Linked DNA regions of Ovis aries: region 1 is linked to region 2. Evidence: chromatin contacts called from public Hi-C data. All regions are on one chromosome and are shown on one strand. Each heading gives the region's core, a stretch centred on a gene start, on an enhancer-like site or on the middle of the called end of the contact. The rest is flanking DNA. Distances are from core to core; before and after follow the strand shown.

Region 1 (6,536 bases), core at 124-2,623, 320 kb after region 2:
GGGTTTCTCTTACCTTGGATGTGGGGTATCTCTTCACGGCTGCTCCAGCAAGGCACAGCTGCAGCTCCTTACCTTGGACGAAGTCGCCCCTCCTGACCTTGAATGTGGAGTAGCTCCTCTCAGCCCTCTTGCGCCCGCGCAGCCGCCGCTCCTTGGACGTGGCCTTGCTCCTCTTGGCTGCCGCCCCTGACCTGGACGTGGGTTAGCTCGTCTCGGCCGGTGCCCCTGACCTTGGACACCTTCCTGCTAGATGCCTTTTAATCCTCACAAAGGCTGAGAGGGGCTGAGAGGGGTTAGGAAAGTTGCCAGAGGGCAGGCTGCTCTCTTTAAAGTAGAGCTGAATTTGGAGCAGGTTGGGCCTGATTCCAAAGCCTACCTCTTCCCCTCCCCTTCTGAGATGCTGAGCTGGGAAAAAGGGGAAAGAGGGCTGACAGATTCCATAAGGACATGGCTCTTGCCCTCAAATCTGATGAGAGACTAAAAGTAATGGAGAAATTAAAAAGCAGTGCCTAGCAAATAACAGGAGCCAGTAAACATGTTTGTGGACTTCCCTGGTGGTCCAGCGGCTAAGATTCTGCACTCCCAATGCAGGGGGCCCAGGTTCCATTCCTGGTCAGGGAATTAGATCCTACAAGTCACAACTAAGAATTGGCATTCAGCAACAAATATCCTGAGCGCCCCAACTAAGACCCGGATTAGCCCCCCCCCTCCAAAAAAAAAAAAACACCCCAAACAACACATTTCCTTGAAGGAGTGAAGCCCTAACTGGGATGTGCAAACAGTTCTGTGGGACTCAAAGGAGACACCTAGGTGTGTTGGATAGGGGCGCGGAATGAGCTGGAGACTTCTAGAGGGGATGTTTGAGGAGGACCTTGGATGGTAGGTCTTTAACAGCGGTAACAGCACGGAAGGATAAAAAATGAGCAATCTGGAAGACCTTTAAAAGCCACGATAGGGAACATCGTTAGTGCTAAACCTCCCCAGGGACCCTCCACGGCTCCAGCCCGAGATCAGCAAACAGCGCTGGGGCATGACAGGTTACAGGGCTGACAGGAGGTTGGGGGACCAGCCCGCACAGCGGCTGATCCAGCCCACACAACGCTTTCCCCCTCTCCCCCACCGGGCCCTCTGGGCGGGGACCAAATGGCCTGGCCAGGCCCACCCTTGGGTGACGTCACGCATAGAGGCGGGACTCAGGACTGTGGGGCGGGGCCCCGAGAGGGGGCGGGGCCCGATGCGGCTCCTGGCCCCACCCTGAGAGAGGCCTAGGCAGGGGAGACCGGAAGTCCTCCAGCCACCGTCTGCCTCCCGGCTCCCTTCGGTTCCTCCTCTCAGGTCCGGGCGCAAGGTCGTGGCCCGGAAGTAAAGGGGCCATGTTGGTGGGTGACCCTAGAAGAGGTACCGGGCGAGAGGCGAATCTCGAGTAGAGGGAGTGCGCGCGGTCCTCAGGTGAGCGCGGGGAGGAGTGAAGGCCGGGGTTGGGGGTTCGCCACGCCCTCTTTTCAGGGTCGCTGTTTGGGTCCCTAGCCCGGCCGGGGCCCACACTATCGGCCTGGCCACCGGGGGTCTCTCCCCAGCCTGCCCTGGATTTTCCCCTGGAGGCCGCTCCGGGGCCTCTCCCCAACCTCCGGAGCTCTCCCGGTGCCCCAGAGCCGGCCTGCCCCAGCCTCAGGGTCTCTCTACCCCGGTTCGGTGCGATCCCCCCAGGTAGGGGGAGGACCTGGGGACCCTCCAGGGCCCACCCGCCCATTCGCCGGTCGACCTTGTAACAGCTCTTGCATGCCAGTCGCCTTCTACTTCGTAAAACACTTTTCTGTTGATTTCTGGATTCATCTGTCCCACTCAGGGAGACTTGGCGCCGAGGGGCGCTCTTCTGCAGTTGAGGGTAAAGGGACGAGGACGGTGGCTTGCTCACGCTCGCGCAGCAGGCTCGCAAGGCCGGAGGCTGACGGTAGCTGACTTTGGGCCCAAAGTCCAGACCGTTTTACCAGTCAGATACCTTTCCCATTCAGTCTCATATATTTATTTCAGAAAGAGGGGTGATCATTTTTTCCACACAGGGACATTGTGAGCGTCCTTTGTTAAGTTTATTTTTTGAGCCCTGGGTATGTGCCAGGCGCTGAACTGGGAAAGTTTGTACAGCACCTTAGAAGTGCTGTATGCATGGGCAGATCCCAGCAAACGGTAGTTTTCATTCCACAGGCAGGCAGAGTCGGGGTCGGAAGTGCACCCCCCTTTACAGCCCTGCTTGTTGGTGAGTTACTTCTCTCTGGGAGCATCAGTTTCCTCTGCTTAAAATGGAGATACTGGTGACACTAGAATTGTTGATGGAATGAGATGTCACGTGGGACCTGCTTGGCCAGTGTGTGCTATAACAGTAAACAATCAATAAACATTAACCATTGTTGTTATGAACCCTGTCCACTTCATAAGTTCCTCAGTTTAAATGTGATAATGGATGACAAAGCACTTTACAAATGATAACACTCCTTGGTTCTGTAAGGGTTTATTGTTACTGAAGGCAGATGATGGTGGTTTATGTGTAACTAAATCTGATACTTATTGAGCACTTACACACAAGGGGAGGTAGCATTAATCATAGCTGCCACGATATGGCTTGGCATATGCTGAGTGCTATTCTAACCACTTTTAATCCTCATACTAACCATATGGAAAATACAGTTTTAATCCTCATTTTACAAATGAGGAACTAAGGTAAGCCCAGAGAGGTTAAGAAACTTGCCCAGGGTAATCAGCTTACTAAGTGTTGGTGCTAGGATTCAAGTATGACTGAGGCCCCTTGTGGTGAAGTTACATTATGTGTGCTTCTTCCCTGGTGGCTCAGATGGTAAAGAATCTGCCTGCAGTGCAGGAGACCGGGGTTCAACCCTTGGGTCGGGAAGATCTGCTGGAGGAAGAAATGGCAACCCCCTGCAGTTGCCTAGAGAAGCTAGGCTCCAGAGGAGCCTGGTGGGCTCCAGTCCATGGGATCACAAAGAGATGGACATGACTGAGCAACTAATATTTTCACTTTCTTTCACTTTACATGCGATATCTCAGGCAAGTTTCAAAATAATCCTGTGGGGTAAGTACTATTAGCATAAAAGTACATAGCGGTATATAAATGTAGATAGCATTATTTCTATTTTACAAGCGAGGAAACTGATGCTCAAAGAGGTTATGTACTTTGCCCAAAATCATATGGCACGTAAGTGGCAGAGCCAAAATTCAGGCGCAGGTAGTCCAGCTTCCAGTCCCTGACCTTTCAGCATAACTGGTAGTTTCCCAGGAGCAGGAGTCTGTAGGCTGGGATCTAGTCCCGGCCCTGCCACTAAGTCACAGTGTGACCTTGAGGGGGTCTCTGAGACCTGGATTAAGAACTACAGAATTACTGGTGAATCAGACGGTAAAGAATGCCTGCAACAAGAGAGACCTGGGTTCAATCCCTGGGTCAAGAAGATCCCCTGGAGAAGGGAATGGTTACCCACTCCAGTATTCTTGCCTGGAGAACCCCAGGGACAGAGGAGCCTGGCAGGCTACAGTCCATGGGTTTGCAGAATCAGACACGACTGAGCAGCTAACACTTTCACATTTCACTTTCATAGGTCCTTCTGGGCTTTCCTGGTGACTCAGCGGTAAAGAATCCACCTGTCAATGCAGGAAATGTGGGTTCGATCCCTGGGTGGGGAAGATCCCCTTGGAGAAGGAAATGGCAACCCACTGCAGTATTCTTGCCTGGAGAATCCCATGGACTGAGGAGCCTGGCGGGCTATAGTCCAAAGGGTCACAAAGAGTCGGACACAACTGAGCAACTGAACGAGAACAACAGTGTAGTTCCCTTCTATCATTAATTCTGACTCTAGGCTTCTCTTTCTTCCCTCCTGTGTATAGCTTGACGCCCAGCCCCTGTCAGTCCCTCATGGCCTCATGGAGCCGAGAGGCGGTGCTGAGTCTCTACCGGGCTCTGCTTCGCCAAGGCCGACAGCTTCGCTACACTGATCGAGACTTCTACCTTGCCTCCATCCGCCGTGAGTTCCGGAAAAACCAGAAACTGGAGGATCCCGAGGCCCGGGAGAAGCAGCTGGAAAAGGGCCTGGTCTTCCTCCACAGCAAGCTAGGAGGGATCATTTAGTGTCCTCTCCTTTCCCCTCCCATCCTAATTCCAAGGGAAAGAGGACACAGGTGCCTTCCAGAGACACACCTGCCTCTCTCCCACCTCCACCTCACAGATGCATTAAGAAGCCTCAGGTAGGTAGGCCTCTGTTCTAGGTTTCATTTTTTCTGATACAGGGGACCAGGAAAGGGAGAATCTTTCTTTTTAGTGGCCAAAGCTCTTTAGGCATACTGAAGGAAATATCAACATAACAGAATGGTCCCTTATAAAATGCTCCCAGTTAAAAAGGCCCTTAGTTTCAAGTCCTACTAGGAGATCATTTTTCTTCATACAACATTAAATGTATGAAAATGCTAGAAAAGTTACTGGTTAAAACTTAGGTCTTGTTCCATCTGGCTCATTCTTCAGTGGATTCAGTTCTCTTGAGGGTTAGATCACGTTCTTCCAAACATAACGATGTGGTTTAGTCACTGAATCCAGTCCTACTCTTTGTGACCCCATGGACTGTAGCCCACTGTGGCTCCTCTGTTCATAGAATTCTCCAGGCAAGAATACTGGAGTGGGTTGCCATTTCTTTCTCTGGGGATTTTCCCAACCTAGGGATTGAACCCAGGTCTCCTGCACTGCAGGCAGATTCTTTACCAACTAAGCCACTGGGAAGCTGTAAATATAACTATACTCTGTTTCAAAAGTCTCTAAAGCAAGCATAGTGTCCAGCCCTCAGAGGACTGCCTTCGTGCCACTGCTGCTAACAACTGTGGGATTTAGGGCAAATCACTCAATCTGTCTAGGCCTCCATTTCCTCTTTTGTAGATGAAATAGCATCCCACTCCAGTACTCTTGCCTGGAAAATTCCATGGATAGAGGAGCTTGGCGGGCTACAGTAGGGTCGCAAAGGGGACACGACTGAGCACCACCACTGAAATAGTACCCACCTCTTCAGCTTATTGCAGGAGTTAATAAGAAAATGCACACAGAGTGCTTCACTGGTTCTTGGCCAGTGGTGTGTGAGCTCTGTTTCCTGTCATGCCAGTGTGACCAGCATGTTCCACTGTAACCTGATGACTGTACTTAATTCAGCAACTTTCCCAGAGGGCCCGCCCTGGCATCATGGTAGGCGCTGAGGTGGGGATGAACGATGTGGCGATCTGCAGGAGGTAGCTCTGGATTAGAGGTGGGTCAAGAGCTTACAGACGGGGAAGGGGCCAAAACTACCTGGAGAGCGGGGTTAGGGCGAGGAATCACAGGTAGCTATAGAAAAGACATTGGAGGTCTGCCTCAAACAAAAAGTAGCAGCTCATCGGGTAGATGGGCAAGAATGAGCAAGTGAGGAGGTGAAAAACACATTTTGTAGTCTGGAAACTTGAGTCTGGAGTAGCTCGAATTGCGTATCTGTAAGGCAGGTGACTGGCGTTGAGACTGAGCCAGGTCTGGAAGGACATCAGATCTCCTGTTGAGGAAGTTGTGATATCTGAGAGTGGGGTGGTGGGCACCACAGCTTTGTCAGCCGGGGAGTGGTGTGGATGAGGGGTCAGGGCAGTGGCAGCATGCAGAATAAATCGGTGAGAGGCCCCATAGGGGGTGAATCTGAGCAGATGAGTGGAGGGACTGAGGTGGTGGGGTGGCTGCATGTAGGTGCAATGTGGGCAGCAGGGGACTTTACCAAGAGGGGGCTGGTGCAGCAGGAAGAGAGAGAATGAAGGATGACTTTGAGGTGGAAGGCATGCCAGCTGGGTGGAGGGTACTGTTTTTAACAGAGAGGGAAGGCAGGAGGAGCCTTGTGTAATAGTTTTGCGTTGATTGGCAGACCTGCCTTTGGGAGTAAAGGGGAGGTAGGAAGTGATGCCCACGAGGGCTTGCCTGCGTAGGGAAAGTGGAAGTGAGTACTGAAGACTTTCTGTTCAGAGTCTATTTTGAGTGTGAGTTGGGTTACAGGTTGCTGCCACTACCTCCTCCAAAAACGAAAAAAAAGCCACAGAATTAGTAGCTCACTGGTGGAACAGATGCGTCAAGTCCTGTCTGTCAGGTACTGCTGGCCCTGGGGGCAGTGAATGAGCCAGAATGCCTCTGGGGCATATGGTCTAGTGGTGCGTGGAGAGCAGATGGGTACAAGGTGGGGCTGCAGGCTGTTTGGGACCCTGTAACCTGCACCCCTGCACCGTGAGCTCTAGGTTCAACTCGCGACTGCACAACTTACTCGCTTGGTGACTTTGAGCCAGTTACCTGACCTCTGCCTCAGTTTCTTCATCTGACAGTTGGAGCTAACAATGTGACTGACCTCATGGGATTGTTGTGAAGAGTAAGAGAGCAAAGAGGGGGAAAATGCCCAGCACATGGTACATGCTTACCGTGCGTTAGTTCTTATGCATACTTAAGCCAGGTCATGTTTCGTTCAAATCATATGACCTTTTCAAGTAAAAGA
Region 2 (6,596 bases), core at 3,955-6,454:
CCCACAAATAGGGTAGCATTCACAAGTGGATAAGAACAGAGGGAAAGAAAGTGTTCCCAAAGAGGGGCAGCAGGGTCCCCAGCAGGCTGAGATGAGGGCCTCTGTGGGGCTGAGAGCATGTAGCTGATTATTAAGCTCCTCAGCCCTGTGCCCCCAGCCCCTCCCTGTGCCATTTGCTGTTCTTTCTAGAACAAGCAGGATAGCTCCTCTACCCCATCTGCTGGGGAGGAAGGGCAGTTATTCCTCTCTTGTTGCATTGAGAAAACAGGCAAAGCACCCAAAAGCTCAACAGGGGCATGGCAGAGTGAATGCTGGTTTACATCATGGTTTCTGTATTAATAGAAGGCTCCCTGCCCAGGATGGGGAGGGTGCTGGGAGCAGGAGAGTCTGACTCGCCCTCCCACCCAGGGTGGCACTGCGCTAGCCAAGGGTCCCAGGCCTGCAGGGAGCATCTAGTTCCGCTACTCCACTCCCCACCCTCTCTCTCAGCCTCTTCTTCAAGCAAGGCACCCTGAGGAGGGGAGACTAAAGTGGGTGATAAAGAAGCCCTGGTTCTCCTCCTTCTTTCTGTGACTGAATCTATTGTCCCCCAAGTGAAGTGAGGTGGCAGTGGTTGGCATAAAGTGGGCACCATGCTGCACTGTGTTGGCATTTATATTACTGTAGTGACCTCTCCTCTCTGGGCCCCGGTTTCCTCATTTGAAACATGAGAGGACTGATCTGAATGAGGGCTAAAGCTACTTTAGATGGCAGTAGAATCCCCCAGACCCCTTTCCAGCTGGTGAGAGACCTAGGAGCCCAGCTGTATAACTTACTATTAATAGCAAACATTTACTAAGTGCCTTGTCTGAGTTAAGCATGCACTAGGTACTCTGTATCTGTCATCTAATCCTCACATCACTGCTGTGTTGGAGGATTCATTCCAATTTGGAGATGAGGTAGCAGAGATTCTGCTCTGCTGGGGACCTGTCCAAGGGATCCCAGCAGTTAAGCTGTGAACAAGGACCAAAGTGTGAGGAAGTCGGAGATGCCTCAGGTCTTCTGGCCACACAGGACTCCCTGAACTCCTGTTGGGGGGGGGGGTCACAAAAGGTAGTCATGAGGACCCATCTGGTGATCTCAGCATGTTAGGGAACAAGTGGGCCCCAGGGGCATGGGCATAGGCCAGCAGAACTATACAGGGACCTCTCTTGGAATGCCAGGTCCTTCCCGTGACTGAAGCTCTGATGGGCAGACATACTCATTCAGGATAAAGAAAAGTGGTGGAAGGAACTTGAAATAGACAAATACATCTGTTTAGAGAAGGGAATCTACACAGCAGGAAGAATAGCCAACAATGCCTTGAAGGCCAACAGGCTAGCGTCCACAGTCCCATGCAATCAATGTCTTTTGGTGCAGAAGCTAAGAGGGGAGTGATTACCCAGGGAGTATGCCCGCTCTGAGCACCTTCCTTTTCTAGGTTTCCACCTCCTCTTACTGCCCCTTCACCCAGACTGGAAGCCCACCTCTCCTCTGCCTAGTGGAGGAGGGGATTATCCTTCAGTCTCAGGGTGTTTGGGAAAGGGCAGCAGGAAAGGATGAGTGCATTACCTGGTTGGCCAGCCACCAGCCCTAATCAACAGTATGCCTGCAGGCCATCTGGGACACACCCCAGACCTTTCACCCCACAAAGTGAAGAAGCCTGTGAGAGGAGAGCTGGGCCTGGACTACTGAATCCATTTCGCAGAGAGGGAAGCTGAGGCAGCATGGCTGTTTTCCCCTCTGCTGCGTCTCTCACCACTGTGCGTCCAAGACACTCCCAGGGCCCAAACATCAGGTCACCCTCAACAGCAACACAGCAGAAAGCCCCTGGCACAGATAGCAGGGGCTCTGGAACCAGGGGGGACTCCAGGAATCTATCTCTAGGAAGCCAGGCAGGGAGGTGGGGTGCCCACAGGCCAATGGGGAGGCCCCACGACCTGCTCATTCCCTCCCCTCCCTGCAACAACTCCTGCTGGGAGGTGATTGGTTGGTGAGAAGGTTCCTGATTTGGGCTCAGCGGGAGAGGCGGGGCAACTGGGAGAGGTCCTAGACCCAAGTTGGCCCGCCTCCCAACTGGGAGATGGAGGAGGCAAGGAAGAGGGGCTCACTTCAAGCCCCAACTCTGCCTTCCCCTTGCTGTGTGACCTAAGGCCAGCTGCTTACCTTCTCTGAACCTGTTTCCTCATCTTTGGAGATGAGGCCCACAGCTGTCTCACAAGTCTGTGGGGGAACCTGCTCTGCACACTGGAGAGTGCTAGCCAAAGGTGGCTCTGTCCCCAGCTCTATGGCACTGAAGACTCATGCCCCACTGGCTAAACTTGTCTTGCTCAATGTCACAAACTTCCACCTGCCACTGGTACATGCTGCAGCTTGAGTGCCCCTCCACCTTGCAGGGGGCCATTTCTGAAGCCAAGATGCTGGGTCTTCACCACTGAATGCCAGGAGAGGCCAGAAGCAGGGGAGCAGAGGCTCCAACCAGAAGATGGAGCACAGCTCTGAAGGGAAGCTGGCACCCGCCTTGACCCTCATATGCTGCAAATCTCTCAGCTGGCAGAGGGGAAACTAAGGCCTAGAAAGAGGACAATTTAATCAAGGTCAGCTGGCCAATTACTAGAGCAGCTGGAGTGAAAAGTGAGGCAGGAGAGCCGGGAAAAGGCAGATGGAAGGAGGTACAGGTAGGCAGACAGACACACACACAAAGGAGCCTTACTTTGGGGGCCATCCTTTCCACTTCACCAAGTATTCAACTTTACCCTGGGGAGAAAGAGAGAAGGAGACACAGTGAGATACACAGATGCCCCGAGGACCACTTGCAGGGCTGAAGGCCCAATCCCCTCTGCAGACAGAAGTCCCCCAACACATATACACAAGATCCCCATCAACCAGAGATCCTCAGTCTTTGGCTGCTCCATGTCCATCCCAGACCATCCTCCCTGCTAGAGCACAGGTGTGCACTGGGCCCTCCCTACACACCTCAGTGGTACCTGTGGTACAAGCTTGGAGCCCATGTCACGTGTGGGGAATGTGCATGGCCAAAGATCCAGTGTCCAGTGTGCCAGTGCAAAGACCATAATTCTCTTTTTTTAAATTAGAAGACTCTCCAAGTCCTAGAAAACTCCTCATTGCGGAGTCCCCCAGGCCTCTAGCCCCATCAGCCCCATCCCTGTGAGACAGTGCCTCTGGCCCAGAGTGGACAGGCTAGTGACTCCAAGACTCTCAACTTACTCTCAAGTCAAAAGACCCTGGCAGGACCCCAGAGAAGGCAGACAATCCTCACCGTAAGAAACAGTGCTCATCCCTCCCTCCAGGAGTGAGAAAATAAGAGCCAGGTTCCTCCCTTCCGCACAGGTGACAGGGGCCTTCCCAATCTGACAAGTGGTACCCCTCCACACTAGAACTTTAAGACCAAGATAATGTCATCTCCTCAAAGAAGCCTGCCCTGGCCACCCTCCCTCCCACCTTACAGTTCTCTTTCTGTGTGGCACACAACCCCAGTGGAAAGCATCTGTTTACTTCCTCTTTTGCTGCCTGTCTCCTCTACCAGAATGCCAGCTCCACAAAGCCTGGGGCTCCCTCCCCTGGCACTTAGACTGGTGCCTGGTATATAAGAGGTCCTCAAAATTTTGAATGAATGTGAAAGGAACAATGCTCCTCACTCTCTGGCACTACGGCCCCCTGTAGAAAGGGGTAATTAATGTACCTGCTTAGGGTACACTGCATGGAAAGCATTGGGTTTTGAGGAACAAATTCAAATTAAGGAAACTCTGAGCGAAGGGAGAAGGAGAAGGGGCAGCCCCGACATGAAGACAAAACTCAACCCCATTGGAGTTGGGGGAAGAAAAGAAAAGGTCATGGCCTACTTTGACCCCGTTACCCTTAGCCCAAGATAACAGAGCTGAGTTTTCTCCCTTGAAAGATGAGTTGGCAATGAGCCAACTTGAACTCCGGCTCTGCACTCATCTCTAACTTACTGTTTGACCTTGGTCAGGTCACTTCCCCAGCGCGGGCCTCAGTTTGTGCCTCCGTCAAATGGGAGGAGGTGAACTCCTGCCCTGCCGCTAGAGCCTCTCAAGGGGCGGCAGGGAGGAGATAAAAGGATAGTGGTTCTAAGTGTTGGGACAGGAAATTTCCCCAAAGCCTTCCAGTCCCAACTTCCAGCCTGGGGCCAGACTACTTTGCAAACGTGTGCACCGGAAATGGGCATGGCCAAAGTCCAGGCCCGAGGCGCAGGGACAAAAACACAAGAGAACAGATGCCTCCTTAAATCGCTGGGTGTATGTTTGGGAGGCGAAGGCAAAGGGGGAGGAGCTTTGAGGATGCCGAAGCGCCGTAGGCGGCTTCACCGAGCCGCCGGGCGGAGCTGGGAGTCGGGGAGGGGAAGACTGAGGGGGTGTGCACTGGAAGTCGGGGAGAGACGCGGAGGTGGGGGTGTAGAGGGGATCGGAAAAGGTCGAAGTCCAGCAGTTAAACTTAAGAGGCGGGAGGAGGCTTTTCCAAAGCTCCGCCTCCAACTTCAAAGGACTTGGCACCAAGAGTAGACAGTCCTGAGTTCGAGACCCAGCTCCAATGCGAACACACGAGGCAAGCCGTTTCTTCAACTTGGGCCTCAGTCTCCCCATATTTAATGAGAGGAGGGTGAGAACGGATAGCGTTCGAGGTCCCTCCAGTCCGATCCTAATCTCCAGCTCTGGCTGGCTCAGCTGCCCTCAGCATCCTGGGGCGACAACTTTTAATTCTACGCTCCCTACAAGGTGGCGGGGGAAACTGAGGCACGGGCTGGGGATACGGGCCCGGCAGCGCGGGGCTGCCTGGGTCCCCCCGCCCCCACTTTCTCCCTCGCCTCCAGGGTAGAGGAGACAGTACTGGGGACAGAAGGGGACCCCACAGGGGTCCTGGGAGCCGCCCCCCGGGCAGCCTCACCTTCCGCACGCGCTTCTTCCGGATGCTCTCTACGGCGAACACCTGCTCGCCGATGGCTGACAGCTCCATGCGGGGCGGCGGGCGAGCGGGCCCGGGGCCGGGCCGGGCCGGGGGCGGAGCTGCGGGGCCGCGGCTGCGGCGCGCGATGCTCGGGCCGGCGGGGTCCCCGTCACCCTCGCCCGGGCGCGCACGCGCACGCGCACGCGCGCACACCCCCTCGCGCTCCCTCACGCCGCCGACGTTCCATTTTTGAACCTGCGCAACGTTTTCCTCTGCGCGAGCGAGCCCGCGGGCGAGCGCGCCGGGCGGGGGCGAGGGCGGGGCGGGGCGGGGCGGAGCGGGGGCTCGGCTCCCGTCTAGCCGGCCACGCCCCTCCCTGGCTCCGCCTCCCGCTCGGGCCCGCCCCTCTGGAGGTCCGCCCCCGGGCCTCGCGCGCGGCGTGTCTCTCCAAAGCCGGCGGCCCGCGGGACTTATTTGGCAGGGGCTCCGCTAGGCGGGTGTGTTGGACGAGATATTAGCACCCAGGAGTGTTTTCTTAAGTCCTCCCGGTGGCTCTGAGGGTCTGGAAACGGCCTGGCCCCGGCTGGGCATACGAGGGCCCGGGGGAGAGCGGTGAGGCCATTTGCCTCGCCTCTCAACAAAGAATAGACGAGATCGCGGCGCGGACCCTCGGGCGTCAGGAGGGCGGGGACGGCCAAGGTTTCCAACCTGTCAGGGTGTCTCAGTACCACGGTCTCTCTGGATCCAGGCTCCGGAGCGGTGTGGCTTGCCGGTCCTGAGCCGGCGCCTCCGCGTCCATCCTTAACGTCCGTCTGTCCGTCTGGGCGGTTGTGCTGAGACGCCTGGTCCCCAGGCGGCCGCTGCCTCAGGGGCCCCCGCTAGGCAATACTTGGCGGCAGGTATGGCCGCAGCGAATCTAGGGTGAGCAGCGGGACGGATTTTGACGCCACGCAGCCCCAAGTCCCCAGTGACACGCACTTGACACTCTGCACGTAGTAGGTGTTCGACTCTGTGGAATGGATGGATCTTGAGATCTCACACAAATCCATTCATTATCCCCATCCACTCCAACACGGTTCTGTCTGTCCTACGGCGCCAGCTTTCCATCTTCACTAGGAACCCGAGTCATCCGTGCCCCTTGGGCTCCCAACCGCCTGCCTGCGTTGACCCCCCAAGTCCTGCCTCTCTGACCTCCTCCCATCCACACCCCTTGTCCTTTCTCTGGACTGCAGCAACTGCCTTCTCACTTCTCAATGCCCTCCGAGTCCACAGTGCCCGAGTGCGCTTTCTAAAATGCAGATCTGACTGGATCACCTTAGTGCTTTAAAACCTTCCATAGCTCCCTGTGCCCCTCAGAATAAAGTCCAGACGCCTCTGCCTGGCGTCCGGGGTAGAAAAAGAGAAAAGAAAAAGAAATGATTTGCACGGACTTTTTATCAGGAGCAACGGAAGCCCGGAGGCGGTAGAATGATACCTTCAAAGCACTGAAAGAAAATAACCATCATCTTAGAAACTGAGTGAAATTTTATTTCAAGATTTATGTACCCAGTGAAAATGTCTTTCAGAACAAGGGGAAATGATAACATTTACAAATACAAAAACTGACTTTGCCAGTAGCAGACCCTCCCTAAAGGAAATTCCAACGGAAGAACTTC

What was found. A called contact is a pair of places that touch in the nucleus more often than the background predicts.
Region 1: a Hi-C map of tail adipose tissue shows a contact between it and region 2, with 6 times the contacts expected there. The contact joins the promoter of LOC121819231 here to the promoter of CBX7 in region 2. A contact is called at or near these places in 6 of 16 Hi-C or Micro-C datasets (blood, liver, mixed tissues and 2 more).

Annotation. Positions count from the first base shown.
Region 1 is chr3:216,749,723-216,756,258 of ARS-UI_Ramb_v3.0, forward strand. LOC121819231 (mitochondrial ribosome and complex I assembly factor AltMIEF1) reads left to right here and starts at 1,374. Exons shown (of 2, transcript XM_042247761.2): 1 at 1,374-1,449; 2 at 3,892-6,536. The coding sequence starts at 3,920. The coding sequence ends at 4,132. It overlaps TRNAG-CCC (transfer RNA glycine (anticodon CCC)), which reads left to right and starts at 549; the gene lies at 549-621. It also overlaps a transcript of ATF4 not described here.
Region 2 is chr3:216,425,870-216,432,465 of ARS-UI_Ramb_v3.0, forward strand. CBX7 (chromobox 7) reads right to left here and starts at 5,205. Exons shown (of 6, transcript XM_042247753.2): 1 at 4,942-5,205; 2 at 2,732-2,775. The coding sequence starts at 5,010. All of the region lies in intron 1 of LOC132659640 (a long non-coding RNA gene), which reads left to right.